Linked DNA regions of Gossypium hirsutum: region 1 is linked to region 2. The links are chromatin contacts, called in public Hi-C maps. All regions are on one chromosome and are shown on one strand. The core of a region is the stretch at or near the end of the contact, and the rest is flanking DNA. Distances in the headings are between cores, read along the strand shown.

Region 1 (5,345 bases), core at 907-3,406, 970 kb after region 2:
TTTACCATAATATGGATGTTGTTTTCTCTATCAAAATCTTCTGCAACACATTATTTGTTAGATATAATTGGATTATGGATAGAGCTTTTTTTTTATCTAACCTATCCCATTTTGTTTATCCATGTCTGCGTGCTTCTTCTTGGTAAGGACATTCTCAAGATTGCTCTGAATCAGAATTGTCATCATCTGAACTTGCCACAAATTGAAATTTGTGATGCCATCGAACTTACCAATATCAAACTTTGTTGCTATTATCTCTGAACAGGTTGATTGCGGAAACCAAACTAGCTCTGATATTGGTTTATTGGGGATAAACCCTGATTAAGCAACGAACAATTATTTAACGTGGAAAAACTCCTCAAATGAGTATAAAAAATCACGGGTAAAGAGAATTTCACTAAAACGGAAAAAACAAATAATACAAAAGATGGAGATAAAGCTAAACCCCGAAATCCGAAATAAGAACCCTCGAAACGTAAACACAAAATTCTATGAAAGCTTGTAAAAACTAAAACCTAAATGTGTAATGAATTATTTTTCTAAGGTGGAAAAAGGCCTATTTATAGGCTAAATTCTTAGGTGAAATAATATTAAAATAACCTATACTAATTATAGTTTAAGTGAAAAACTAAAAATAGAATTTAACTAGAAAAAAAAAGCCAAAAAAATATGTGAGACAAAACTCCACATTTTCAAATTCATTTATTTCATCATTGTTTCACGCTTCTTTATAATTCGATATAAATGAATCAATACATTATAATCTTTATGATATATGTTATATGTAAATCCTTTAAAAATATAAACATGTAAAATATTAATAAAAAAATATATATATGACATATAGATCAGTTTGTAAAAAAATAAGTTTAAAGGAACTAGTAGAAATTAAAACCTAAATCATAAGGGCTTAATTATAAAAATTAAAACTAAACTTAAGTATTAAATTGAGTAAATTAAAATTTCAAATTAGAAATTAAATTTTAAAAATGAAAAACACGTGGGACTTAAAAAATAAAAGTAAACTAAATCGAGTTAAAATTTAAAAAATCATGTAATACATTAAAATGGAATTGTAAAGAAATATAATTAATTGTGAAATTAAATAGTAATATCTAAGCCGATTGAGTTTTAGCTTGATTGGCATAAATATTATTACCAATGTAGGATCATATGAAAAGCCATGTACTATATAACAGATACGAAGGATACTGTAGTCATAAAAAAAAATCATAATATTAGAGTGTTAATATGTCAATCATCAAGCGCACCACTTGTCGAAAAATTAAAGCCTTAACATAAAAATATCCCTAAAGAGCATGCAACTTGTACTATGATATACATTAATATCATATTTAGTTCTCAACGTTTATATCTTTTATCAATTTTATCTTTATTCTTTTTATAGTTAAATTTGGCTATCAACCTTTAGAAAAAAAAGTCATATTTGATCATCAATCGTTCAAAAAGATCAGTTGAATTTCTGTTATTAAAAATATAAATACTGACTAAAATGTTAAATTTTTAAATATGACAATCCACATAGCAATCTACATGTGCTTCATACTAATTTTTGATTTTTTTGAATTTTCATTAAATTTTTATAATTTTTTAAAATTATTTGACAGTGTGACATATAAGATAAATAGTGTCATGTTAACATGAAGCACACGTGGATTAGCACGCGAGTTGTCAAGCCAAATCATTAAAAAAAATTAATGTTTTAGTTAATATATTTATTAAAAAATAATTTAAAAGACTAAAATTAACTAAAAACACTCAAATGATAAAATATATAAATTCTGCTAAATTTGAAAGTATGCTTATTATATATATTAAATCATATCATATAGCTATGCTTTATAAATCTTAGAATCAAATAAAAGGAAAAAGGAAGATTAAAGAAGAAAATTAGACGATAAAAAATAATGGATCTCAGCCATGTAAATAAATATATAAAAATGAATTAGTGTAGTGAAATTCATACTTATGATATATTTTAAAACGTAAATAATAGTTGAAAGGTTAAACTGATAAATCCAGTACATTGCGTATTATACTGATATAGTATGTGTGGCATGGCATTGTTTTGAATCTCCAATTTCTTTTTTATAAATGGGCTAAACATAAAACAATTTAAATTTGAATTTATTTTACTTTATTAGAAGGGGAATTAAAGAGAAAATAAGGGAAAGAGAAAGAAATGTCCAAGGGCACCGCTAATGGTTGTGGCCACCCTGTCTTCTTAGAGACATGTCATTTTCTCATCTTAAACACCTTTAAGAATACCTCCTCCTATGTAGGCCCTCAATCCTGTGTACATCTTCTTTTCTCTCAAAAATAACCTTTTTCACAAATTACAATTTGGTTAGGAGGACAATCTTTAACCCTTTCTCTAGATCTTATCTTTGCCTACCACTCGCTGTTGCGCTCGATCATTCGTACAAAGCTCTCAGGGTATAAAGAGGGCTGCCCTGGCTGAGGCGAGGATATCGACGAGGAAGGAGGAGAACAGCTTATTATGAGTCGTAATATTATTCCTATAGTATTGTTGGTTAATTAGTTTATGGCAATAGCAAGCATGAGCAACGATAATACCAGTAACGTTGACCTCGACTTCAACAACAGCAACAGCAGCAGCTCCAGCAAAGATGACCATGAACAAGACATGGTGATGCCTGGTTTTCGATTCCATCCTACCGAGGAAGAACTTGTAGAGTTCTACCTTCGCCGTAAGGTAGAGGGCAAGCGCTTCAATGTCGAACTCATTACTTTTCTTGATCTATATCGCTATGACCCTTGGGAACTTCCTGGTATATATATAATATATATTTTCTCTGTATTAATCACTACCATACTTCCTACATACATTTATATATATATCGATCGAGCTACAACAATCAATCGCAGTGATTCTTGTTTTGTTTTTGGGTATTTTGATTTTCTGGGGCATCAGCCATGGCAGCGATTGGGGAGAAGGAATGGTTCTTCTACGTGCCTAGAGACAGAAAGTACAGAAACGGAGATCGACCGAATCGTGTCACGACTTCAGGCTACTGGAAGGCAACGGGAGCTGACCGCATGATTCGGGGAGAGAATTCTCGATCTATTGGCCTCAAGAAAACCCTAGTCTTCTACTCCGGAAAAGCCCCCAAAGGCATCCGAAGCAGTTGGATTATGAACGAGTATCGCTTGCCTCACCACGAAACTGAACGCTATCAAAAGGTACCCATCATCCTTCACCATTGATATCTATATGAAAACCCTTTCGGCCCGGGGTCCTTTCTTTTCCTATTTTGCATGTGGTGCAGTCTCTAACCCTAATTTCTCATTTGGAAAGCAAAAGCTTTCAACTTTGTACTTCTCCTAAAAGTTAACGCTTTTCAACTTCACTTTTGAGTTCCAAAGCTTCAGTTTTAGTAAGCAGCTGGATATGCAAAAGCAGGAAATAAATAATAGCCAACATGCTAACATCGTAAACAACTTTAATCAGGCCTTGTTGTAATTAACTGATTTCTCAATTAAATATTTTTCTTTTTAATCTTAAAACTGTAAGGAACGTGCATGAACTAATTTAAATTCAATGACCCATACCGTGTACCGACCTCACATGTATTGAATACGAGTTCTAACTAAAAGGAACGCTCAGTGTCGGAACTGTTTCTCTTACCATGAAATTTCATCGTCCTTCATCAAATCCTTAATTTATTTCAGGCTGAAATATCGCTTTGCCGCGTGTACAAGAGAGCTGGAGTTGAAGATCACCCCTCACTCCCCCGTTGTCTTCCAACGAGGGCATTGACCTCATCGAGAGGACTGCAGTCAGAAAAGAAATATTCGCAGGCCCAAGATGCAGCTCAACAAGCCATGGAAAGGTTTCAAGGGTTTGGAGGAGGAGAATCACAACCACAACTGGAGATTGAAAAGATAAGTGAGACTGATGGGAGCAGTAGTAGTACTTCTGATGTTACAACAGCCCTTGCACTTTCCAAGCAGAATGTGTACCGTCCAACGGCCCTTATAAGAACAACACTTGGGTTACCATCTGGAATAATGGAAGAGGAGGGACTGTTCTTAAATCAGTCTAAGCAAGGCTGCACTTCTTTACTTCCCAATTCCACCACTCTCTTTCAACTGGGCTCGTCTTCTGTTTCATCAAATGTTGTTGACGATCTTCACAGGCTAGTAAGCTACCAACAAGCTACAATGAATCCGCTGCAATTCTACAACACTTATCAACAACAACAACAGCAACCCGAGTTTTCTACGTTGCCCCCTCAATCACAGGCTCAGCAGCTTTCACTCAACGTGCTACCCAGCTCACTTCCACTAACGACTTTCTCGGATCGGTTGTGGGAGTGGAGTCCAATCCCAGAACCAAGTAGGGAGTTCACCAATCCTTTCAAGTAGGCGATGTAGACTGCATCTACATATCTTACACATAGATATGTATAGTATGTTTCTACTGATATCTTTTATGTCTAGTCTGAGTCTCTAATCTTTAATGTCTCTGCTTTTATTTTCACCATCTCACTGGCTAGAACTTGATCAGATATATCCTTCAGGACTAGCATAACTGTATAAGTGTTTAGTTCTCAATTAGGGTTTTGGGTTTCTTTGAGGTTGTTTGATTCCCTTAGTTATTTCTTGCTGGGGTAGTGCAGGCTCCAACTTGAGGAAGGAAGGAATATATATATTATCGTCACTTTAGTGGTCATACATAGTCTAGATCTTGAAGATAAATTATGTTTCCAGAATTTAGGTAATGTAACTGAATCATATTAGTGATTTACTCTGAGAAGTCAAAACTAGATTTCTTCAATCTTCAAAACAGTAGAGCCGTGTAGACTATCGACAAGAGAATGATGATTGTATGATTGAATATTCCCAAATATTATTAGAAGAGTATCGCAGAAAATGGTCTGGGGTCGAAGTTGGAATCATCCACAGCTGACAAGCAAACATCAGCAATGAACACATGAAAGATCGTCCTATTTTTATGATGCTTTTATTGGTCTTGCATTGTATCTTTTACACTTTACATTCAAGCTAAAAATGAATATGGAAGTCCTATTTTTATGATGCTTTTATTGTTCTCGCATTGTATCTTTTACACTTTACATTCAAGCTAAAAATGAATATGAAAGAGACATCGATCTTACATCTAATGCTGCTATTCATTTCGATAAATTTAATTAGCAGGTGGATTTAGAGACGACCTTTAAGGAGCATATATATATGTGTGTGTGTAAGTATATAAAGAGAGAGGATGCATGGATGATCGAATTTTTCTGCAGTAACTGAGGTAAAGGGCATATAGCTGTATTCTAATATAGGAATTGAGA
Region 2 (5,405 bases), core at 2,590-5,089:
AGTATCATTGGGTGTTTAGGGTTTTTGAATAATACTGCTATTACTTAATGTTGCATTATTTAACATACTTCGTTGACAGGTGTTTCACAAGATTATCCCAAGATGGATTCAAATATGATAGCTAGCTTAATTCTACCGATAGCGAAGGCAAATCTCAAGACTTCTGTGTTGGTCTTAATTGCCAATATTCGTAGCCAATTGAGGCACATGCCCTCTTACCACAAGGCTTGGATAGCTAAACATAAGGCGTTGGAAAAGATGCATAGTGGGTGGGACGCTTCTTATAATGATGTGTGGCAGTAGTGTCAAGTGCTGGAGAGGTACGTCCTAAGTTGCATAATAGACCTTGAAACGAGCCCTACATACTACAACAACCGATTTCTCCCAGTTAACAAACAAGGCGCAGACTACTTCTGTAACGTACCTTTCGGTTAGTGGACACAATCATATGACGGCGGCTTACGATATGGTCATATGACCTCAAACTTAGCTGAATGCATAAATTCTGTTATAAAAGGAGCACGTCATTTGTCAATAACCTCAGTTGTTTGAGAGATATATTTCTATTTGGTGGCACTATTTCCAAAGCGAGCACTGAGTTATAAAGGCCAAATGCAAGAAGGCCATGTATGGTGGCGAAAGGTATTGCAAGAAATCAACAAGGCGAAGGCGCTGGCCAACACCATGCATACAGTGTGTCATGATCGCGTCAACCTATAGTTTTGTTTGATGGAGTTCGACAGACTAAACTAAGGTATTACCGGTGAGCAATATCGTGTACACCTGATAAATAGAACTTACGACTGTGGGACGTTTGACGCACTTTGTTATCCACGCGCTCATGCAATTGCAAATTGTCAGAACCTCCGTTTGGATCCCGTGAGATATGTTGACGAAGTGTACAAAATAGAATACATGTACAATGTGTGGAGACACGTATTCCCACCGATCCTAGATGAACGTAAGTGGTCGTCTGTATTGCTTGCTCCATTTAAGTTGTTACCGAATAGAGAATTGCGTCGCAAACTAAAAGGTCGACCTTGCTTGAGTAGAATACGTAATAATATGGATATCTGGGAAAAAACAAACCAGCAGAAGTTGTGCGGATGGTGTAGAAATCCAGGTTATACAATTTGAACATGTTCAAATTGAAATAGGTGATAATTGCTGTAATAAAATTATGTTGTATTATTTCTATTGCCTTATTCAAAAGAACTTCTATTTTATTAAAAAGATAAAAATAATTTACTATTAAAATATTCAAAACAACTTTTATTTTATTAAATGAAACAATATAAAAACAGTTTGTACAAATATATTAAAAAAATCAATGTATGTGTCGGTCGGAATCAGTGCCACATGGGGTGGTCGACGGTTATGCGCTAGATTCCTCCTTGGTTTAGCTTCCGGCGGGGGTTGTGGTTGCTCTGGCGAGGGTTGTGATTGTTCTGGTTGTGGGTGTTGGGAGGATAACCCACCTTGATAGAATAAAGAATGCGAAGGTGTTTGCATCACCCACGGCGGAGATGTTTGAATCCCATAAGGCGATGGGGATTGGTAATAAGATGAGCTCCCCAACGGTACCTCGTGCAATCCCTCCTACGATGATGACTTATATATCGTCGATTAAGTCAGAGTCATCGAAAAAGGAGATGCATCGGGCCATACATTCCAACCTGGCATAGGACTGGAAAAAGGAAACATATAAGAGTTAGGATACATATAAGGATTAGGATACGCACCTAGCATAATCTGAAAGGGTTGTGGTGTGGATGTTGTCGCTTGAGGCGGCCCGGTGATTGTGTGGGTGTTGTTGATGGGCCTGTGATGTCATCCATTCTCCTTGGATTTAAAGGGTTCCGTCGTTCCTTTTCGACACGGATTTGCCTACGTCTCTGCTCTCCCGATAGCAAATATGGCTTGCCATGGATCCTAAACCATGGCATGTAATCTGGCGAGCACACTAACTCTGGAACAATGATCGATTCGCGAATAGGTATATGATCAAACTAATTTTCCCAAAATTTGATATATTCCGAGAAGAATACCGACCAATTCGTATTTGATTGCCATAAGTCAATTTTGTGCTCATCATTGAGCACTTCGGGTGCCACGAGAATCAGCTGTCGAAATCTAAATTGCCGCAACACTCTATTCTTCTGGTGCATCTTGACAGTAGTATAGTTGACCAATGGGACCTTAACATGCCAAATGTTCGGATTTTAAAAGAATTCATCCGGAATTACTGCCCGAATTGCTGAATCCTCATATGGTGTCCATTGAAACTATATGAACATGATAAAAATATTAGTTATATACATAATATTAAATGCTAAATATAAAACAACTATGTTATGTATATATATTATTTAATACTTACATGCGCTTTCAACCGTTGGTTTAATAGAAGCCGTATATCTTCAAGAGCGATAGGTATTCCAACATAAACTTGTCAAATGGTTCCACCTAATTAAATAAATTTTTAGCATAAAATTATATTTTAAATCTATGTAATAATTGTAAAATATAATATAAATTTTACCTCGTTATAATTGAGAATGTATATGGGTGGTTCACTCGATGACGTAAAAATGGAAAGCAAAACCGAGCCCATGATTGTAGTAGTGATAGACAACCTTCGATTTTGACTTTATTTAGTAGCATCGCCCTGCACATCTCCTGGTACAATGTTGCCAACACGGCAGACCTTCAACTAAGTTCGCTAGCTGCTCTAAACTCAATGAGTTTCAACAGCCACCTCAGATGTACGAGGTTTCGTGACAAGTCCAGCATCAAATAACCTCCAATCATCTCAAGGATGTATGCTCAAGCATATCATATTTTTTCTACTTCAGTCGAATCATTCCCCGGCTCTGGGAATGTGTCTTGTAACCAGCCCATCTCGATCCAACCTCCGTAAATATTATTTGAAATTGCATCTAAAAGATTGTAACATATTGCTCCCCAATCAGTAGATTGAACAGACCTTGTGAGTACGGATCCATCCACTGGCAATCCCAGTTGTAACTGCACGTCCTCCAAAGTGATGATACACTTTCCGCATGGAAGATGAAATGTGTGCGTCTCGGGTCTCCACCTTTCTATTAATGCACTAATGAATTTCGGGTCCAACTTGCAACCCCAGTCTATATTAGCCACGTGCCAAAAACCCGCTTCCCTCAAGTAGTTTTCTATAATGATGATGGAGGACTCTAGATATATTACGAATATAACATTGTAAACCCGATTTATAGACTGTTACAAAAAATTATAAAATAAAAATTAATTAAAATTACATAAATGAAAATATAATTAAATAATATTAAAAAATTAAAATTAACCCTTACCATTTTCATTTGTTCAATATAGATATGTTTATAATCGAGACGAATTAATTCCCTGGCCATTGCTAACCCGATCAAATATTTTTGAAATTATAAAATAATACTAATTTAAAAAAAATTAAAGAAATTAATTTAATTAAAAAGAGCTTTGAGAGATTTATAGAGAAATTTGAGAGATTTTTTGAGAAATTTGGAAGAAATGTTGTGTGAAAAAAATAGGAGGGATTTTTTATAGTTTTTTTTATCGTTAGATGCCCAACTAAAATTTTTAAATGACTGTTGAAAAAAAAAACACGAGTTGCGTCCTTGAAGGAACAATTTTGCCACATCAGCAAAGCACGTCCATATCAGAGCGTTTTGTGCTGACATGGCAAAATCGCTAGCTTAGGGATGAAATTTATTGAAATTTCCCCTAAAAGCGCTCCTACATGAACGTGTCTTGTAGTTTTCGGCCGTTTCCGATAAATAATGAAAAAATTAATCTATTTTCGTAAATAAAATTAGAAGTGCCTTTACATCAAAATTTGTTTATTATGTAATTAAATTTTTTTGTAAAATGGTGTGCTCCGCCTTTTACAACTGTTGTTGGTCTCCCTCTCTCAGTGTAGAAAAGATGTCAAGTATTTATATTTGACACGTACGCAGTGAGGCCCTAAGACAGCGAGGGAGGGACCTGCTCTGCTGCCTTGCCTCGCCTCGCCTCGCCTTGCCTTGCCTTTTTACGTTTACTCTCTCTCTCACGTTTTCAATCATCGTGGGTGGGTTCTTTCTTGCTTTTAATTTATTCTAAAGTTTCTTTGCATTACATATTTGCATGTATTACAAATGTGATGTTTAGATCCTTTTGCTGATGCCAAGTTCATCCCTCTTTCCCTTGCCTTTTTCCATTGTTTTGTTTTTTCTTTTGTTTTTTCTTGGCCTTCTTCAAAGTCTCATTAATGTTCTTTTGTTTTTATTTTCTGGTAAATTTCTTTTTATTCCATTTCCTTTGGTGCCTCTGCCATGAAAGTCCTGGTTTTCGTTTTGTGCTTTTCTTTGATTTCTCATTTGAGAATAGGGTCGCATTTCTTTGGTGGGATTCTTTTTCTTTGCCTAGGTGATTTCAGATTCTAGCTTTATTTTCTTAACTGGGTCTGTCTCTGATTAATCAAAGTAAAATTAAATGTTTAATTGTCTAATTGTATTGTTTTTTTGTATTAATAATTTTTTATTCTACTGCTTGACCAAACGTGCTCTGACAAAGAATTGCAAATGTGTTTATTTATTTATTTTTTATTATTTTCATCTCTTTAATTTTTATTTTATTTTCTTATTTACTTGCTATTTGTTTTTTTTTTTGGATCTTGAATTTCAAGTTCTCTTCTGTCTGTGATTATAGGAATTTGAAATGTAATATGAAAATGATCCTGGCTTCTTCTTTTTTTTTCCATTTAAATTTATTATAATTTTCGAATTCAACCTTTTGTGGTGTCCTTTCTATTTTCTGAATTCAATGGGTGGTCCATATATAATTGATTTTTGTTTCTTTATTTTACCAATTTTCTGTATATGTTATGATTCTCTCATGTTTTAAGAAATGTTGTAATCGTTGTTAACCTTTTTCTGTTTTTGTTTTTAGAGCAGATTTGCCACAAAGCCATTTCCAAGGAAGGCTCTTTGATTGATCCTTGAAATTGAAACATAAATTGTGTTCATATCACAAGAAGTTTTCTTCAAATGCTAAATTTTGCAAGAGGGAGAAGCCAGCCAAGGCCTACTAGATCCATGCCGTTGTCCGGTAACATTTTCTCTCAACTTCATTTTCTAAGTTCTAATCCATTTCTGGTTCATTTTCTTATATAATCTCGATGCGCTTTCATTTCTTATTACTTATGATGAACTTAATCCTCCCATTTTCATTTAAAAAGTTTGAACTTTACCCATTCATTTGAAATTTGGATAATCAAACCATCTTCTGCTGAGAATTTTGTTGAAAATACTTGTTTACTTTTTAAAATTGTAGTAACTATTTGTTGCCGAGTGTGGAAAACAAATTATATATTCAATTTTTTCTCAAGTTAT

The links. Hi-C and Micro-C count contacts between places; a contact is called where the count stands out from the background.
Region 1: a contact with region 2 is called in a Hi-C map of leaf, with 1.8 times the contacts expected there. The contact joins the promoter of LOC107937418 here to the promoter of LOC107962181 in region 2. A contact is called at or near these places in 4 of 34 Hi-C or Micro-C datasets (all in leaf).

The regions. Positions count from the first base shown.
Region 1 is chrA06:73,323,639-73,328,983 of Gossypium_hirsutum_v2.1, forward strand. LOC107937418 (NAC domain-containing protein 35) reads left to right here and starts at 2,157. Exons shown (of 3, transcript XM_016870290.2): 1 at 2,157-2,813; 2 at 2,957-3,225; 3 at 3,715-5,082. The coding sequence starts at 2,567. The coding sequence ends at 4,410.
Region 2 is chrA06:72,350,359-72,355,763 of Gossypium_hirsutum_v2.1, forward strand. LOC107962181 (UDP-arabinose 4-epimerase 1) reads left to right here and starts at 3,840. Exons shown (of 8, transcript XM_041115807.1): 1 at 3,840-4,102; 2 at 4,968-5,121. The coding sequence starts at 5,061.